Regions from separate parts of the Gossypium arboreum genome. Here region 1 is linked to region 2. A link is a contact called in public Hi-C data. All regions are on one chromosome and are shown on one strand. The core of a region is the stretch at or near the end of the contact, and the rest is flanking DNA. Distances in the headings are between cores, read along the strand shown.

Region 1 (4,714 bases), core at 686-3,185, 140 kb after region 2:
AATTGATTACAATCTTTCAAATAAATAACATGGTGGAGTGTGCCATGCCCAATGGCCCATGATATAGTTGATATTGAAAGTTGAATAAAAACTATGGAGCGACGGGGTGGGGGTCTACAATTAGAATGGGCTTATAGGTTGATGAAAATTGGATGAAGGTTGAAAAGAATGGACAATGGCAGCCAGCCCAAAATAATACATGGTTGGGGGTTATCACTCGCACTGTTCATCCTCACTCAATTAATGTCGGTGGCATATCAACACCAACACGCCCTTCACAATTTCCAACTTTCTGCCGACAACACATCCCATCTACATTTCGGTCACGCGTCTTTTAAATTATTATTCTATTTTTGTACTCAATATTAATTTCTTTAATATTATATCACATTTATTAATATAATTTTTTAAAATATAATAATTTATTCAACCTTTCGTTTTATTTTTCGCTTTTTACTTCTTAAACTCAAATCATCTCAAAATAAAAAAAATTAACATTTACTAGCATCCACGTGGTAGTTCATATATAAATTATATTAGCATTTAATTAATTTTAAAAAATTAAAAATATGTTTTCTTATATATTTTAATTTTAAAATATTATTTTATAAATAATTTTTATTTTTTAATTTTAAAATTAATTAATTATTGACGTGTGACAAAATTAACCAATAACTTTTTCATTATAAATTAATTTCACAAACAATAAAATTAAAAATTAAATAAAATCTAAATACAGCTTAATTATTATTATTATTATTTTAAGTTGGAAGGTAAGATTGTGTCAATTTTTATTAAAAGTTCTTAACATTATAGCTAAGTTTGAAGTTACCAGTTAAATAAACCAATATGCCATAGTCAAATTTATTTAAAAAAAAATTAATATTATAACGTCAACTGTTTCTCTAAAATTTTAATTAAAAATAATAAATATAATTACTTCTTTTGGTTTTTAAAGTTATTTTTGTTTTTATTTAAAATTTCACCTTTTTAATTCTTAAATTTTTATCAAATTACCTAAAATATTAACATACAACTAATTGATATATCAGCATTTAATTACATTTTAAAATATTAAAATAATCTTTTATATTTTGTAATAATTTTAATGATTTTTGAACATCATCATAACTTCATGAATTGACACTCAAAACATGACGATTCCATTTCCCTACTCCATTCCTACATCTCATGGGCATGAAAACATCGCATTTTTTTAAATATATAATTTATATGTAAATATTTATTTTTGGTTAAATTCTGTCATTAGTCCCTATATTTTAAAAAGTATAGGGACTTAGAATGATACAATTGGAGAAATTGGACTAAATTTATAATTGCAAGTATGGCACAATACTAATAATTGAATTTAATCAAATGTATATTTGAAAAGTACAGGGACTAAAAGTGACCAATTTGAAAAGTAAAAGAATAAAATTGATAAAATAAAAGTATAGGGACTAAATCTATAACTTTCACAAAGTATAAGGACTAATAATAAATTTAACCTTTATTTATTGTTGTATTTTCCTTTAATTTATTTAGGCAAAACTGTACTATAAGTCCCTATACTCTTTGTAAAATTAAAATTCAATCCCTAAACTTTTATTTTAAAAAATTAATTTCTATACTTTTATAATTTTAAAATTGAGGTCAAATTGTTAAATACTGTTAAATTTTTTATTAAATTTATTAGTATGATATTTTAAATTAAAATAATCTAATTGATAGCTATATAACTAAAAAAATAAGTTGTAATGACTCTAAATTTAACAAAATAAATTTTAATAGTGTTAGCAAATAACTTATATATTTTAATTTAAATAACAAAAATAATTAAATTTTTAAAATAAAATATAAAGATTAAATTCTAAATTTACAAATAGTACATGTAGTTATAGGATATTTTAACCATTTATTTGTTATATGGTACGAAAAACACAGGTCTCTCGGTTATCAACTCTGTTTCTTTACATTTTATTTAATTTTAATTAATCGTTATTTTATGTATTTTTTTCCTTTCTCTACATGCCCTGCTATTTTGAATCAAATCCATCTATTGTTGTACTTCGCTTCGTCGTCTTTATCATTTCTTTTTCTTTTCCTTTCCACTCACTGGCTAGAAAAACCAGATTTCTATCAGATCTGTAAATTTTCTTTTTAAACTCATCTGTTTACGCTCAAATGCGCCTGATTTTGCCGGCTTAACTTCACTTTTCATTTTGTTTCTTCGTTTGCCGAAAGTTTCCAAATAATGATGATCTTCGGCCCGATCACTCCCGGTCAGGTGCGTTCACTTCAGCATTCTCCAACGCTCTCGGATCTTGCATTTTAAACTTTCTTCTTTTTTATATAAAAAAGAAAAATCTTGTTTTTTTTTTTAAATTTTTTTCTAGGTTTCGTTTTTTCTCGGCGTATTTCCGGTGATTTCAGCTTGGATCTATGCAGAATACTTGCAATACAAGAAAAATTCACTTGCATCCAAGGCGTAAGCTCTGATTTTTTACATTTTGTGACGCGATTACAATTAATTAACGTACTTTATTGGTGAAAAATTAATTTTCTGTTTTCGTATTTCTGTTAGTAGGCATTCTGATGTGAGTTTAGTCGAAATTGGAAATGGTGCCGTTAAGGAGGAAGATAGAGCGGTTTTACTGGAAGGCGGAGGTCTTCAATCTGGTTCTCCTAAAGCGCGGTCTTCAACATCTTCCGTGTCTCCAATTGTCAAGTTTGTCATTGGAGCCTTGATTTCTTTTCTTTCCTTCTCATTTCTTTCTATTTTGATCAGGTACTGAATTTATATGCTTTGATTTTGTTAAGGTTTCTTATGATGGATGAAACTTTCTTGATTGAGAATCGGTTGACACTTCGAGCAATGTAAGTGAATTTTTTATTTGTTGATTAATATTTGAATCATTTCTTTCAGAGATTTAATAGTATGTAACTTAACTTGCTCTCTTTTTTTCAATTCTTTTTGTTTTTTCGTCTTATAGATCTGAATTCGGTGTTCTTTTGGCATACTATTACATATGCGACCGTACTGATGTATTTGCCTCTTCGAAAAAGGTGAAGATGATTACTTCAGTATATAATTCATAGTTATAGTATTGTGTCTAAATAGAATAATAGATACTTGTTAAAAGATAAAAATGAACTTTAATTGAAGTTAACAACTGCTGAGCACTCTGTTCTTCTTATAAAATATTGCAGTAAGTCATGGATTTCAAATTTAGTTTTGCTGCAATAAATAATCATTTAAAACTATATTATTGCTTGCTAATTAAGTTCTCTCATTCATTGTATGTCTATGCAGAGTTACAACCGGGATCTTTTCTTGTTCCTCTACTTTCTTCTCATCATAGTTTCGGCAATAACTTCATTCAAGATACACCATGATAAGTCACCATTTTCAGGGAAATCTATACTTTATTTGAACAGACATCAAACTGAGGAGTGGAAAGGTTGGATGCAGGTTTGTAATTCTTTGAAATGATGCAATAAACCCGCAAAATTTTATTCTTGAAAGATCTTCGTTTACTTGTAATAATAGAATGTGTTGGGTTGCATAGAAAGTGCAAACATTTGTGGCCAATGCTGCTTACACGCAAACTGTTCCAGCATTGCTGAACAAGGATTGTTGATAGTCTTGTGCTTACTTTTCCCCCATTTATTTTGCAGGTCTTATTTTTGATGTACCATTACTTTGCAGCATCAGAGATTTACAATGCTATCCGAATTTTCATTGCTGCTTATGTTTGGATGACTGGATTTGGGAACTTCTCATATTATTATGTGCGCAAAGATTTCAGTCTTGCAAGGTTTGCACAGGTATGAGTTCCCTAAGTAAAGATCATGTAAACTACTCCATGTTTCAAGTTCCAACGTTGAGTGTTTTGATTGAACAGATGATGTGGCGGCTCAATTTCTTGGTATTTTTTTGCTGTGTTGTCCTCAATAATAGTTATATGCTATACTATATATGCCCCATGCATACTCTATTCACTCTTATGGTTTATGGGGCACTTGGTATTCTGAACAAGTACAATGAGAAAGGGTCAGTCATTGCTCTAAAAATCATTGCCTGCTTCTTGGTGGTTATCCTAGTTTGGGAAGTGCCTGGAGTATTTGAATTTCTCTGGAGCCCATTCACCTTTTTCCTTGGTGGGTAATTTTCCAAAGCATGATTTCTATTTAAACAACTTTTGGTCATATTGATGGGAAAAATATAAAAACCATTGCAGGATATACTGATCCGGCAAAGCCAAACCTTCCCCTCTTGCATGAATGGCATTTCCGCTCTGGCCTTGATCGTTATATTTGGATTATTGGGATGATATATGCATATTACCATCCAACTGTAAGTTCTGATGCAATTATTTTCGATCTTTTCATTGTATCTTGCTATGAATTAATGCAATTAATTTTTGGAGTTGATAGCTAGATATTGGGATTTACTATTGCAGGTTGAACGATGGATGGAAAAACTCGAGGAAACAGAGGTGAAGCGGAGAGTATCAATTAAAATAGCTGTGGCAATAATAGCCCTGATGGTATCATATATACCCCTTTTGACTTGCCATTCCTTTTCCTAGAAACTCTTATTCATGAGGTTTCAATTAACTTGCAGGTGGGATTTCTATGGTTCGAGCACATTTACAAGCTTGACAAGATCACCTACAATAAATACCACCCTTACACGTCATGGATCCCGATA
Region 2 (4,303 bases), core at 890-3,389:
GCACATAAATCAATCCCAAAAAAGTGTGATGCCTGTAAAGCTCCAAGTAACAAAGCATAGAATCAAGGAATTTGTAACACACAGAACTTAATAATCATCCATATCAGATAAACATCCAAATTCAAATCCATCTAAACAAAATAAAACTGGTCCATAGAAATTTCAACCCCCGTATTAAAATAAGAATTACCAGATTCTCCAAGATAGAAGTCAACCACAGAAATCCTCCAACCAACAATATGACATAAACCATTCAACACAACAATCATAGAGTTCCTTGTTTTTACATAATACAACAGCAGCACATCCTTCAATGTATATATGAGATATACTACAGTAATGGAAATAAACACTGCCATGAAAGTTTATTGTTGGCTAATGCCCTCACAACAGAATCCATTATTTCAAGGACAGGTTCCATTTCTGGTACAAGTTCCCTACATTTTTCTATACATAAACCAGTTTTTAGCGAGTTTACATTTCTCTCCTTGTTTGACAGGAGTGACATAAAAAAAGGTGGTAGCAACCAAAACCAACAAGCGCGGAACTTGTATCAAAAACAAACTGAGATGAAGATGAGCTTAAGTTTGCTCCTATCAGCCTCTCAGCACACCTGAAATAAGATAGGTATAATAACAAATATCCAAGGATGAAACAACATTCATACATACCTTGAGGTTGGCCAGTTTTTTTATCTTTTATTAAAGCAACCTCTATCACATCTCCATGTTCTTCAAATAAGTGCCGAATCTGACAAAAGATGAATAAATAATATCATTTGTACAGGAAATAATACCAAAAAGCCCAAAATGCAAAATAGCTTAATATTACATCGCATTAATGCTTAAATGGTATTCATTCGAAATATCAAATCGACATCCAGCATATGAAGATAAGTGAATCAAATTACATATCTGGAAGCAAAAGGAGAGTACAAACGGGAGTATGATAGTTTCAAAAGTATCATGCAAAAAATGAACTGACTTACATCCTCTTCTCTAGCCGTCCTTGGTACAGATCCCACAAAAAGTTTGGCAAAATTGCCCCCACCGCCAGCACCACCAAATCGATCTTGACAAAGCAAAAAGAAAATAAAAACAAAGTATAAGTAGATAAAATAAGTAATGTAATGGTCTGGGGATGCAATTATTATGGTCAGAAATCAGTAAAGGAGGATAAAATTCGAATATGGAAAGCAGAATTCAAGATAAATGATCTGTAGCTAAAACCATACATGCATCCAAGGAACAAAAAATTCAAGTAAATATTGAGAACTTGGTAAATTTATACTTCAAAATGGAAGTCCGTCAAATAGAAGCAAATGCTAAGGAAAATGCCCTAAAATCTTTGAATTGACGAATTATTCAATTAGTGGAAGCAGTAAATGAGTGAAAAATTACAATTGAAAAATATAAAATAACTTGGATTGTAAGCAACAAAACGAACCTCTGTTGGGGGAACCACCTCCACGGCCAGAAAATGGAAAAGGTCGTTTCTGTCCCGTATGAGCTGGCTGCAGATGATGCGGTGAAGGGTTTGGATAATTACCCTCAAAACCACCGGCCATAGGCCGAAACCCTCCCCCTCCTCCGCCACCTCCAATTGGTCGAAAGCCTCCACCTCCGCCACCGCTGTTGTGATGCTGACGAGGAGGACTATCGAAGGGACGATGTCCTCCTCCTCCTCCACTGCCACGGAAGTTGCTAGGGCTACGTCGACGGTGTTGGTAGGGATCTTGGGCATCGAACTTATCGTTGAAATTAGTATTGGTGTCGGTGTTAATGCTGTTATAGCGGCTCATAGGAGAAGCGTCGGAGAAACGCGAGGGTCCTCTATAGTAACGGTCGTGATTATTGTTATTATAGTAAGAGTCTTGGTTGTTGTTGGTGGTGGTGTTGTTGCCATCGCCATAGCGGTCGGCTCTGTACCTATCCAGCTTTGCTGAGTGTGTTTAAGCTCAAAGTTGAAGCCCTAAACTTGAAATTTGCAGAAACTAAAACAAAGAGAAAATGTTACTACTAAAAACAAGTTGAAAGAAGAAAATAGATAGAGACCAAAAAATACGCAAAGTGAAAGGGAATTTTGGTTGGAGTTTTCAAGGGGGCAAAGCGGGTCAGGTCACGGCAGGACAAGTCCCTTTATAGGAAGTAGTTTCTGGGCTCCCTAATAATGGCCCAATTTAATTGTTTTGACCTTTTAGAGGTCTCATTTAGCCCAATCTGAATGAAGTTTGAGTTTGGTTTTTCGTGCGATACATCATGAGTTCATTGCCATCTACCAACAAAATATCAGTTAACTCATACGGAGCTTCATTAGAGTCAAACTGAAAATTAAAATTCGAGTTTTGCTTTTCTAAATATATGCTTTCACATCCATTGTTGGAATCGGTGTAGGAAAACCCTGCAATTACCAAATAAAGTTTGTAAAAGGTGATTTACCTTAGTTGCATTTGTTACTAAGCTAATGACTGTCATATAGAGAGCAAGGTTGAGTCCATCCCAGAGGGCCCACAGTTTTGCTTCGGTGCTTGTAGCTCTCGGGATGCATCTAAACGACCCTATAACCCAATCCCTAAATAATTTCTAATAACAGTTCCCGCCCCGACACAACCAGGGTTCTTAAATGCAAAGCCATCCATGTTAACCTTAACAAGGCCAAGTTTAGGTTTTTGCCATCCAATAAGGATGAAACAGGCTTGTGGAACTCTTTTAATGCTACTAGCAGCAAAAAATTTTGTTGCTTTTCCTGTAGTCAAGTTGACGAGAAGATTAGGGTTTGGATTATTGGTAAAGAGTAAGACATTTCTCAATAGACAAATCTCTTATAGCATGAATGTAAACACTAAGGGCCACCGGGCTTTTGGCTTAACCAGCCAGGCTTTTTCAATGATGTTCAAGTCAAGCCAATAGGTCCATTTACTATCCCAATAGGATCTTAAGGGAGCACGGTTTTTAACAGTCGATCACCACCCCTTAGTTATTGTGCATTCTCTAAAGATATGCTCGATTGTTTCCAGGGAGTTTCTACAAAACAAGCAGTCCACGGTTTCATTTAATCACATTTCCCAGTGTCTGAGGAAGTCTTTTGTCGGGATGATTTTTTTGAAGGATTTTTAGAGAAAGAATTGAAGCTTGGGTGGTAGTTTTGCTGTCCAAATATTTTTCCAATGTTGTTCTGACTGGTTGAGATTTAAACTCCTGGTTTCTTGACCATGGATCATTTCATAAGTGCTTTCCAGAGAAAATCTTCCCGAGTTTGTTAAGTTCTAGCAGATTGTTCACGCTTTATATGGGGGAAAGGGTGCATAGGAAAATCTATAGTATATCCCTAGGAATTTGGAATGTTAAGGCCTTTCATTTTCATGACCGTAAATGAATGGATAGCATCATCACAAGTGAGTGGGCCGATTATGATTTTTCTCAAAGGGCCAAGGCCAATCAATTTATAAAGCTAAAATCTAGTATTTCCACTATATTTGATTACCCATCTCAAGCCCTCTTCATTAAAATGACTAGTCTTTTGAAAGGCTTTCGAAATAGGTGATGCGGTGCGATTATGATGATATGGATTTTAGGGTTTCATATACTTGGTAAGAAGAACTCTTACCCACAAACTCCCCCTCTCGTGAATAAGTCGCCAACTAAGGTTGACCATTAAAGCATGATTTCTCTTTTTTGCCTTTCTTATACTAATCCACTAAGGGGCTTTGGTTTAGTGATGGTATCCTAGCTAGTGAGGTGGAGTTTCCTCTTTACTTCTATTCCTCCCAAAGGAAGTTTCTGTTAATTTGGTCAATCATTTTTCATATAAAGGTTGGGAGGAGATTTACTTGCATGAAATAAATAGGGATAGAAGTTGTGGTAGCTTGAATGAGCGTAAGCCTTCTAACTGGGAAAAGAGGTTGGCTTTCCAAGAGCTAAGATTACCACTGTAACACCTTATACCCAACCTGATTGACTGGTTCGAATACAAGATATCACATTAACTCTGAAACAAACTATGAACAAATTTCAACTAAATTGTAAAACTAACATAACTAAAACTGCCAAATATGCTTTTATTAATCATACTTACCTTAGTTAGTTGAACTACTAAATGAACATACAATTATGAATATCTAGATAAAAAGTCTTAACAAGTGAACTTATGTACAATTAACAATAACAGTTCTAATATTTTTAATTAATTTATCTTCGTTGTAAATAAAATACTACAATTTATATTTAGTTACAAAAAGAACATTTTGATCTTACGGCTCAACCTCTAGGTCGCCCCACTATATGCATGTTACAGCTAAGTGTAA

The links. A called contact is a pair of places that touch in the nucleus more often than the background predicts.
Region 1: a Hi-C map of leaf shows a contact between it and region 2, with 4 times the contacts expected there. The contact joins the promoter of LOC108489526 here to the promoter of LOC108489196 in region 2. A contact is called at or near these places in 2 of 5 Hi-C or Micro-C datasets (both in leaf).

Annotation. Positions count from the first base shown.
Region 1 is chr10:111,741,461-111,746,174 of ASM2569848v2, forward strand. It overlaps LOC108489526 (protein REDUCED WALL ACETYLATION 2-like), which reads left to right and starts at 1,936. Exons shown (of 16, transcript XM_017794147.2): 1 at 1,936-2,287; 2 at 2,397-2,488; 3 at 2,585-2,728; 4 at 2,821-2,877; 5 at 2,994-3,066; 6 at 3,314-3,472; 7 at 3,679-3,828; 8 at 3,906-4,161; 9 at 4,242-4,357; 10 at 4,464-4,550; 11 at 4,628-4,714. The coding sequence starts at 2,255.
Region 2 is chr10:111,602,293-111,606,595 of ASM2569848v2, forward strand. LOC108489196 (flowering time control protein FCA) reads right to left here and starts at 2,140. Exons shown (of 19, transcript XM_017793542.2): 1 at 1,447-2,140; 2 at 989-1,071; 3 at 672-750. The coding sequence starts at 1,801.